Linked DNA regions of Mus musculus: region 1 is linked to region 2. Evidence: chromatin contacts called from public HiChIP or PLAC-seq data. All regions are on one chromosome and are shown on one strand. The core of a region is the stretch at or near the end of the contact, and the rest is flanking DNA. Distances in the headings are between cores, read along the strand shown. Region 1 holds the start of Birc5 (baculoviral IAP repeat-containing 5). Region 2 holds the start of Septin9 (septin 9).

The links. HiChIP or PLAC-seq counts read pairs in DNA pulled down with a chosen protein or histone mark.
Region 1: an H3K4me3 HiChIP or PLAC-seq map of craniofacial prominence shows a contact between it and region 2, with 4 times the contacts expected there. The contact joins the promoter of Birc5 here to the promoter of Septin9 in region 2. A contact is called at or near these places in 1 of 39 promoter capture datasets (frontonasal cranial neural crest), 1 of 484 Hi-C or Micro-C datasets (embryonic stem cells), 18 of 115 datasets of contacts at active chromatin or transcription factors (the NIH/3T3 cell line, acute myeloid leukemia, astrocytes and 13 more) and 1 of 9 other capture datasets (embryonic stem cells).

The regions. Positions count from the first base shown.
Region 1 is chr11:117,845,787-117,850,930 of GRCm38.p6, reverse strand. It overlaps Birc5 (baculoviral IAP repeat-containing 5), which reads right to left and starts at 1,694. Exons shown (of 4, transcript NM_009689.2): 1 at 1,470-1,694; 2 at 1,068-1,177. The coding sequence starts at 1,580.
Region 2 is chr11:117,263,676-117,268,828 of GRCm38.p6, reverse strand. Septin9 (septin 9) reads right to left here and starts at 2,583. Exons shown (of 11, transcript NM_001113487.1): 1 at 2,234-2,583. The coding sequence starts at 2,288. Gm39478 (a long non-coding RNA gene) reads left to right here and starts at 2,645. Exons shown (of 3, transcript XR_880325.3): 1 at 2,645-3,010.

The sequences.
Region 1 (5,144 bases), core at 445-2,944, 580 kb before region 2:
TAATTTTTTTTTTTTTTTTAGATTTTTAAAAAGACCTTAAAAAGTCACTAAGCTACTGATTTTTGCAGTAGATGGATTATATTTCAATAGACCTGTTTTTAATGAATCATAGTCCAGGATTATAAATTATTTCTCTGCTGGTTAAATGAACCAATTCAAGCCAGATTAGATGTTATGAAATGCAGGTTTATTGGAAAGCTGCTCCCAGGTGAATTCACTGGGCTCAAGGACTGAGGCCAGGGGAGTCACCATGGGAAGGTGAGAGAAAGAACACATGTAGAGAGAGAAGAAGAGAAGTCCAAAATGCCTGGATTATATAGGGTGGAGCCTCTGGGGGGAAGGGCTGCCCAGTTCCTGGGCTGGAAGTTCAGAGTTGGGGGCAAAGTATGCCAGGGAGGGAGTGAGGGATGCTGGGAGAGCCTGGAGTCCAGGTCTGCTTTGATATGTAGAATAAGCACCTCAGTTCCTACTCCTGGGGTCTGAAACCAAACAGGGGCCACTGAAATGGCCCAGGTGAGGATGCTTGCTGCCAAACCTGCTCACCTGAGCTCAATTCCAGGGACCAACACAATAAGAGAGAAGTTATCCCCCCAAGCTGTCTTGACACCAACATCCACCATGACACCCACATCCAAACATACACAAATAGAAATATAAATTAAGTAATAATAACATATTTAAAAATTTGGTTGGGCAGTGGTGCTGCACGCCTTTAATCCCAGCACTTGGGAGGCAGAGGCAGGCGGATTTCTGAGTTCGAGGCCAGCCTGGTCTACAGAGTGAGTTCCAGGACAGCCAAGGCTGCACAGACAAACCCTGTTTTAAAACAAAAACAAAACACAACAAAAAAACCTCAGGCAAAACCATGCATGTTGGCAACACTCAGGAAACCAAGGCAGAAATTGAGAATTCAAGACTAGTCTGAGCTGTATAACTGGAACACTTGAGCAAGAAGCATGCTCTTCTACTAAATACAAATGGTTTGTCCCAACTCCAGTTCAACCCAAAAGGCTCTCAATGGAAGGGGAACACCAGGAAACCCACCGAGAGTAGCCTGTGGGACTTACATCGGGTTGTCATCGGGTTCCCAGCCTTCCAATTCCTTAAAGCAGAAAAAACACTGGGCCAAATCAGGCTCGTTCTCGGTAGGGCAGTGGATGAAGCCAGCCTCCGCCATCTGAAAATGACAGCTCGTGAGCGGGATCAACAGTCTGACCTTATCCCATGATTCCCAGAGATCGTTCCGGGCCGAGAACTGAGGACAGTGGGAAGAGGCCCGGAGGCTAACAGTGGTTCAGGCAGAGGGTGGGGAGAGCGGGGGGGGGGGGTGGCCTCGTGGAGGACAGAGCAGAGCAAAGCAGCCTGGCTAACAGTACGAAGCGAGGGTGGGGATAGCGGGTTCTGATCCCGGGTCACACAACTAAGGCACCGTCGGGCCCAGGGTGGAGTCGCTGGAAGCTGGGACTCACTCGCTCTGGGGTGCAGGCGCAGTCCTCCAGGAAGGGCCAGTTCTTGAAGGTGGCGATGCGGTAGTTCTTGAGGTACAGCTGCCAGATCTGGGGCAGCGCCGGAGCTCCCATGATGGCGTCACCACAACCTCCGCCAAGACGACTCAAACGCAGGATTCAAATCGCGCGGGCGGAGGCGCGCCGCAGAGCATGCCGGGAGAGCCCCGGCCCCACGCCCTCGCCCGCTGCCTTCTGGGAGTGGACGGCGCGAGGCGAGCCGGGAAAGTCCCGCCCCACGCCCATCTGCGCCTGGCCTTGTGGGCGTGGCGGGCGCAGGGCATGCTGGGAGTTGTACCTTCTGCTGCGGTTCCTTCTTGCTATTCTGACTCGAATCTTCCGCAGCTGCTCCCCAGAGGACACGGAGGGTGGCCGAGGGCGGTGGACGGGCCTGGGGCACCTCTTTAAAGCATGTCCGCTGCAAGTCCCATGTGCTCTGCAGGTTCTTCCTGCCTCAAGGTTTGCAGGATTTGGCCAGCTAGATATCGGAATGGAAGTGCCTCGGACCCACCCACAGGCTGGTGGAGGGGCGCCCTTAGGAAGACAGGAGACCCTCCTCCCTGCAGCAGCCGCCATCCTTCCTATAGACACCCTGGGATGGAGGCGGGGTCTGTATGTCCCAGCGCTGGAAAAGAAAGTCAATGGGTGTCTATTTCTGAGACCATCGGCCTGGCTCAGACCAAAGGGAAGCAGCCATACACCGCAAGAGAGTCCAGGAGCAGAAGAAAAATACTGCTTCCTGGGTGTGACTGTTGGCTGCTGAGCCTGCCTTGCTGCGGGCCCGTTTTCAGTGTCTCTGTTCCTGTCGGGCGGCCTGTGGTTGCAGTGGCTTCTAAAGAGCTTCACACTGCAGACAGCAGGCTGGGCATGCCCCGAACACAGCCCAGGTTGGCGTTGCAAACGAGTGCCCTGATAATTCGGTTTCCTTTTCAATAAATCTCAGTAGGCTTCCTGCCAGTGGGCCTCCAATGAGCTCCAGGCCACCTCACAGATTGTGAGGAAGAACAGATCATACCACATAGGCAGCTGGAACAAGAGGGGTTTTGTCACGTCCCGAAGAAACATGGATCAAGTATCAATTCCTGTGGCTCCCCCCAGCTCTTCTCACCCTGCCCCTATCCTAAACCTCACCAGTCCAGCGTTTGAGCTTCTCTTCCCTGTATAGACCAGCCATTTCTACAGCTTGCTCCCTTGGTCTGAAACTTTCCACTTCTCTCTTGGTCCTCTTCCCTCTCTCATCTCTTCCTCTCCTCTCTCATGGCCCGGTTCAGATAGGACTCTTCCCTGTAGTGAGAATTTGAGTTTCTCTAAAAGCCCAGTTATGTTTTATGAATGTGTTTTTGTTTTAATCCCAGGTGTGGAGTAAGAGGTGGCTTCCCAGCAAATAATTAGGGTTTGCCTTGCGCAAGGGTGTGATTTTTGCCAACTTCAGGAGAGCGTTTATTGTTTGGAATTCTGGGAAGTCTTTAGAGGGTATAAATGCCTTGAGCCCTGAGAGAGACAGGGGTGCTCTGAAGAGGCTGCTCCTCCCCCTGCTGTTCCCCGTGCTCCCACTGCTTGCTGCTGCTCCTGCTCCCCGACCCTGCTGCTGCTCCACCTGCTGCTCCTGGTTACTGTTGTTGCAGTTTGTCAAATATTCATAAGCAGAGACAAGAAGTTGGATATTCTAATGATGAAGAAGACTGGACAGGCCCCAAGGAGCCCAGTATCCCAAATCAACAGGAAGTAGCCTAAAGAGGTCTACGCCCCTTCCCCTCTAACCTCCTTTCTTTCCTAGCATTGGGAGGTTGGAAGGGAAGCAGAAGTGTGGTAGCGCAAAAACCAAGCAACACTCCCTAGTGCTACAATAATAGGTCGTCGTTACCGTGCCCAACTGGAGTCAAAAACAAAAGGAAAAAACCCTAGTCAGGGTCTAGTGTGGCCCAGGCTAGCCTTGAATTCATAAAACAACTTCTGATCCTCCTGCCTTCATCTCCCAAATGCTGGGATTATAGGCACACACCACCATGCCTGATTTAAACACAGGGCCTCATGCATGCTAGGTCAGCACTCTGCCAAAGAGCTATCGTTCCAGCCCAGCTCAAAAGTGTGTACTTGTATGTGGGATTTGTTTCGGGGTGGGGGGGTGGGTGTATGTACATATATGTAAGTGCACACACTTCTAAACATGCATGTGGAGTCCAGAGTACATTGGGTGTTAGACTCTAACACTCTCTACCCTATTCCCTTGAGACACAGTTTCTCACTGGCTACCAGAAACTCCACTGGTCCTCCTGCCTCTGCCCCTCACAGTGCTGGGTTTACAGATACACAGTGGCCATGCCTGGCCTTTAAGACTGGTGCTAGGGATTCAAACTCCGGTAAGAACACAGTAAGTGCTCATACTCACTGAGCCATCTCCCCAGCCCTAAGTCAAAAAACATTTTTTAAAGATTTATTTATTTATGTATACAGCGTTCTGCCTGAATGTATGTCTATAGGCCAGAAGAGGGCAGCAGATCTGATTACAGATGGTTATGAACTCAGGACCTCTGGAAGAGCAGCCAGTGCTCTTAACCTCTGAGCCATGTCTCTTGCAGTTACTAATTAATCCTACTGAAATCGACCTGGCACCAGTGGTAGTTCCTTGCTACCCGCCCCAATGTTCTGGGCTCAATGGTTGGGCCACTCCCAACCACGTGGCTAACACACCCCCCTCTGATATTCCTCAGTTATTACTCTATTCCATCTTTGTTGCCCTAGACCTGGGTGGGGGCTGGGGGTGAGGCCTGTCTTCCCCGGTTGTCACATGGAGGCTGTCTCTCTATCCTGCATTTCCTTTTATTTTAAAGATTTACTTATTTATTATGTAAGTACACTGTAGCTGTCTTCTGACATCCCAGAAGAGGGCATCAGATCTCATTACAGATGGTTATGAGCCGCCATGTGGTCTCTGGGATTTGAACTCAGGACCTTTGGAAGAGCAATCTGTGCTCTTAACTGCTGAGCCATCTCTCCAGCCCTAACCTGCATTTCTAAGGCCTGGTCTTTACTTCTTTCCTGGCATGGCAGTTCTCTCCTCCTGTTCCTTCCTCTGACTCTTCCCTGGGAATCCTTAAGCCCCACCTCTGTTTCCCTGCCCAGTCATTGGCCACTGGCAACTTTATCAATCAAAACCAACTGCGGCAAGAACACTCGGCATCTTATGTGCAGATTATCATGCAATTTTGGGAACCCAATTAACACATACAAATGTTAGACCAAATCCACATCTCTCCAGCCAGAGTCAAACATTTTTTTTTAGCATCACAATTTAGTATGTAAATTTCTTGATGTTTTATTTATTTTAGCAAAACATTTGCTATGTACAGTGTTACTGTTATCTAATAAGTTGTGTTCATCTCTACCAGTGAGTCCACCGTCTCTGAGTTGGGTAAGAGGCTGGCAGACTGGATTTATTTCTCAGCTTATCATGAGAAAATTGTGAGGAATTCTGTTTAGCAGAGCTGAGATTAATAAAGGGACAGCAGGGGTCAGATGTACAGGCAAGGTTGGCTTGGCACGGTCAATCAGGCCACTGTTTGATGTCCTTAGAGTCCAGGTTTGTATCACAGTAATGTCACAACAGTTTGAGGTCAAAGCATTTGGATCCTCACCCAT
Region 2 (5,153 bases), core at 1,334-3,833:
CCAACCCCCCACTCCCTTTCTGCACATCAACTCAACTCTGTATTCCTAGGACACTTACTTAGGAGGTCACTTTTCGGGTCGTTTATACAAAGCACAAAGCTTCTCTTGCATAAGTGTACACGTGCGACACACACTCACACACGCACTTTCACTAGTGATAGCCCGGGCTAGTAATCTCTGGGGACTCAAAGCCCTGAACCCATTCCCCATCTGAGCTTTTCGGAGTTCACAGTAGGAAGACTGGCATGCAGGAGGGCAGCATGCTCAGCAGGCCCGGCTTCCTCAAGACTGCCAACCTCTATACCAGGATGCTCTCAATGTGGCCATTGTCTTGAACTAAATTTGAGGGTCAAGAAGCTGGCTTGGGAGGCAGCCCAGTGAGGGCACCACTCAGCGAGTAAGGAGTTACACAGAGAAACCAAAGAGGCAGGGGCAGCTGGCCTCCACAATGCAAAGAGAGCCAGCTTCTGAGACCTTACAACCCCCAAACTTCTCCTCCCCAACAAAACTTCTGCAACATTCTGCAGAAACCCTGTCCCCAACTCCTTGGGGGATGAAAGCAGACACCTGAATGCCCCCTGGGTCCGAGCAGAGAGCAAACACAGAGACCAGAACCCGGAAAAGGTAGTGCCCCCCCCCACCAGGTCCTCCACCCCCTCCTCATCCCCCTTCCCGCTCAGACCTTGCAGAGAAGGGAACTGACTGGCTGACTTTCAGATACACTTCCAGGAGAATGAAAGGCTCCAGGGCAAAGGAGAGGTGCACAGAGGGGCAACCCAAGGAGCTAGGACAGTCCCTAGGACATGCAGAAGGCACAACAGCACGGAACAGGTCTGGGGAGACCTTAGTATAGACATGGACTCCAAGAGGTCCAGGTGGTTGGGGGCACAAGATCTCCTAAGCAGCGACTATGCCTTGATTCAGCACAGATACTTGCTCCCACCACTGAGGTGACCAAGTGGGTATGATATTCCAGGCTCCTAAAGCCTGTACCTGCCAATACACAACTCATCAGCAACCACCCGCCCCCCGCCCCCCGCCCCCCACCCACTTCCTGACACATAGCTAATCACCTAACTCAGAGATAAGGCTGACCTCAGGTGGGCTCAGGACAAACCCCCTGGTTCCAGTCATGGGGCCTGGAGCACCCCCAACTGGTCACTTGAAGAGCCTGAAACCTGGCCGTCTTTAACTATGTGAAGCCCTTCCTCCCTCGCTCACAGCCCACCAGAGGGCTCTGCCTAAGGCTGCCTGAGAGCCCCTCAGAGGGGCGGGGGCTCCGGGCCCGGCAGAGTCAGGCCCGCCCCTCGGAAACCCAGCCCCAGACGCGCGCGGGACACCATTGTGTAAGCCTCCCTTTCCACTGGCTTTATTTACTCCGGAGGGGGACGCAGGACGAGGGGCCACGGCACCGGCAGTGGCAGTCACGAGGCCTCTGGAAAGCCCGCGCATGCAAGCCCAGGGCGGAGATGGAAGGCCCACCCTTGGAGGAAACGGCCCCCAAGTATCTTTGCACTTTGTAAACTCAGGACAAGAGGCGAAAGTGCTGTCCTTGTGTGAGCGCACAGGCCCCCTCTCTCCCAAAAGGCTCTTCTCTCTCTGATGGATAAAGGTGTCCCAGGCCTGGATCGGGGGTATTGGACATCCCACCCTGGACCCTGAGACTCGCCGGGCCGGGATCCCCTCGGGTGCATGGGGCCTGCGGGCCGATCAATTTGGCAGCCCTTGCCAGCCCCGGGACTGGGCTCAGCCCCAACCCCGGAGCTGGCGTGGGGGAGGGGAGGAGGTCCACCCTGAGGATTCGGCCTCCCACTGGATCCGAGGAGGGGAACTAACTCCCATGCTGGTGAGAGCTGAGGGCGAGCACCAAAAGAAGAAAACCCACTGGTTTCCAGGGTGGAATTGCGCTCCTGGGGTTGTTCCCAAGAAGTCAAGCCCGCCCTCGAGGAGACGACAGTCCCAGAGCAAAAACAAACAACAATAAAAAGACGAACACCCCAGAGGCAGCATGAACCTGGGATCCCCAGGGGGCGCGTGGCCCCCAACTATAGGGTCTATCATCTACAGGCCCCCTTAATGGGGCTCTCCAACTCGGCAATGCGGGGTCTGGGGCGCAGAGCCCCAGGGTGAGCAAACCGGGGTCTTGCCTCTCCCGTGCTCATCCCGTCCCGTCTCAGGCCCGCCTGGAGGTTCCTGCCCAGCTCGCCAAGCAACCGCTGGGTCGGGCACCCACCTTCAAAGTCTGAAATGATCCCGTCCAGCTGTGCGTTGACCGCGGGGTCGGACATGGTGGCTGGTGCGCAGGGAGTCCCGCGGAGACCGGGCCCTGCGCGCTCCCGCTCCCGGTGCAGAGCTGGCCGCCGGAGCCCCTCGGCCCCCACGGTCGGCTGAATGAATGGGGGAGGAAGGCGGGCGCCGGCCCCTCCCCAAGCACCCGGGCCCCCGCCCCGCCCCCGCCTCCCGGCTGGATCAGGTTCCCGTACCCCAGCCGGCCTCCGCGACTCGGCACTGGCTGTTGCGCCCGCCTGTCAAAACTGGGCCTGGAGGGGATGGAACCAGAGCTGCTTCTACAGGGACTGCAGAGTCCCAGGCACACGACCTGGGCTGCCCCCCCTTCTCCCTTCCTGGCGGGTGCCCAGGGGACCGCGACAGACACGGCCTCGGCCCCTCCCCCTCACGCCCCTCCGCGGCCAGATGTGGGCGGATGTAGAGGATGTGGAGGCCGGGCCACAGCAGCGGGCGGGCGCCGAGGGGGACAAGATTCCTCCCCTTCCCTGGGCGCAGTGCTCTTGCTGCCCGAGGTTTTATTTACGCAGCCAAAGTTCCTGAGTGCCTCCTTCGCATATAAGCACGGGGCCTGCAAGGGTTAAGCTGTAGCGCTAGGCTAGTGTGGGTCTGCAGGACCCTAGACGGTTCACTACAGAGATGAGGGTCCCGGGAGTTCTCAGCATCCACACGTCGAGGACTGCTACCCCCTTGCACCCCCGGGGGTCGCTGCTGCATCCTTTGGGTAAGTGCTACGGAAGGGATAGGGCAGGGAGAGGCGGCCCTTCTGAAGAATCGTTGCAACGCCCCTCCCCCCTTCCACTGTATGGGCTTCCTGAGTACAGAGAGTGGACCACGACCTTCCCTCCAGAAGAGAGAAACCATAGTTCCTAACATCAGAAGGAAGGAAGAAGGCTGCTCCTGGGCTCCTTCCACATCAGTGGGTACCCACAGCCTAGACTTTCTCTGTCCAAGTAGCCTTCACACTTCAGACATCCACCGGGCAAGCAGAGAAAACCACGGGGCTATACAGAAAAAACAAACACTAGTTACCAGGAAGGGTCCCCAGGGATTGGGGGGGTGGGGGGAGGCGGTGTTCACCACTTCCTGGATGAGCCAAGTCTCCTGCCCGCTGGGCACAACCTTAGACCTGGGACCTCTCTGCTCAATCAGGGCTGCATGGATTCATAGCTGGGGACAAGTCCCTGCAGAGTGGGCGAGTGACTCATCCCCTGGTCCTCAGTGTGAGTCCCTGAGCTGTCCTGGGTCTGGGTCTGCTTTCTCCCTATTCCACCATTCTCAGTGAGGGAAGAACAGTGCTGAGACCTGCAGAGGCTGGTGAGGCTGCAGAGGAGAGGAGAAGCCTGGGCTAGGTTTGGTGAGACTTTTTTTTTTAAGCTGCTGGAATAGAGTCCTTCCTATTTCAGAAAATGTGCCCCTCCCTCCCTCCCTCATGCCTCAGATGGTTTAAAAACTATTTTCAACCAAGTGAGCTTTTGGACATGGAAAGTGCAAAACCACGGCCATTTTAGATGCACCCGCACCCCCATCCTTCTGGAAGCCTTACTTCAGGAGCAGTGGGCACCCCTGATGGCTTCTGTCAGGGTCTCAGCCTGCCTGGCAGTCTGACCATCACCAGGTCACCTGCCTATCCCACATTTGGGGGATTTCAGGATCCAATCTAAGAAGCTGAGGCCCTTACCACAAAGCCCTGGGAAGATGCCGGGTCCCTGGGACAGCGTCCAACCTGAGTGGGCGTTGTTCATTGGTGTTTCTTATAAAAAGCACCTGGTACACAGAGACACACCCGAGCGATTGTTCTCCCCAGGGCAAGTGCAGATTAGCAGAGACACAGCGCATTGTTGCTCAGCCTGTATCCAGGCAGAGGAGCCAAGCACACCACAGTGTTCCAATGGAGAGCCAGGGTGCAGGCTTCAAGGAGTTCTCCCCGCCCCCGGGGACTCCATGGGACAATAGAAGTGGGTGCTGACTTCCACAGCCAGAACACCCTTGTCCATTACTCAAGCAACCAACCCAGCCCTCTGCTTCCCTTCCACACTGTAACCACTCCGCCGCCCGAAGTACCAGCCTGGGAACCTGCTAAATGCCCAGGCTCCTCCATCAGCAAAGCCAAGGCAGGTTTGGCCATCCTCCCAATAGGAAATTCACCCTTGTGTCTCTTTTCTTTCGGTCCCATGAGGACAATGGGAAACAGCAGGGTACCTCCCTTCTCACCATAATTACCTTCTGCAAACTCCAGGATAACCCAACTGCCACTTGGCTTTGAACCAGTCCCACCCACCCCCAGCCCCCTCAGCCCCTCTCATCATCCCAGCTGTCTCGGATCACATGTGGTGGCTGTGGCATTCTGGGACTTTCATTAGGTTAGGTGGTCACCCAACTCCCTCTCTATAGTCTTGGGCTCTGGCCTTGAGTTTAGCTGAAGAAAGAACTGTAGGGCTCAGAGGTCTGTAATCCATGCTTCAAGGAGAGGATGCTGTGCTCCAAGCGAAACTCTCCAGAAGGCCTGCCTGCTTGTGGGTGTGCCACGGCTCCCGTCCACCCCAAAGAGATAACATGATTACTGGATGCTCACAAGGAGGCCAGACGTAGCCTAAGGGTCTGTGCTACAGGTGGGCAGATGAGGTTCCCTGGGATCAGCATGTGTCCTGGACTCAAAGGCCAGATAACAGATAGAGAAGAAGTCAGAGACAAGCGCCCTCTGATGTCAGAAGCCGCCACCGAAGCGCAGCAGCCAGAGGCCAAAATTCAACCTAGAGCCTCAGGGGCAGGCTCTCCTCTCTGGAACCATATGGCACACATCCCTGCAGACCCTGTAACATGTGTGGCAGAGAACACCTCTATTGTGCTGTGAAGCCAGCCAATGT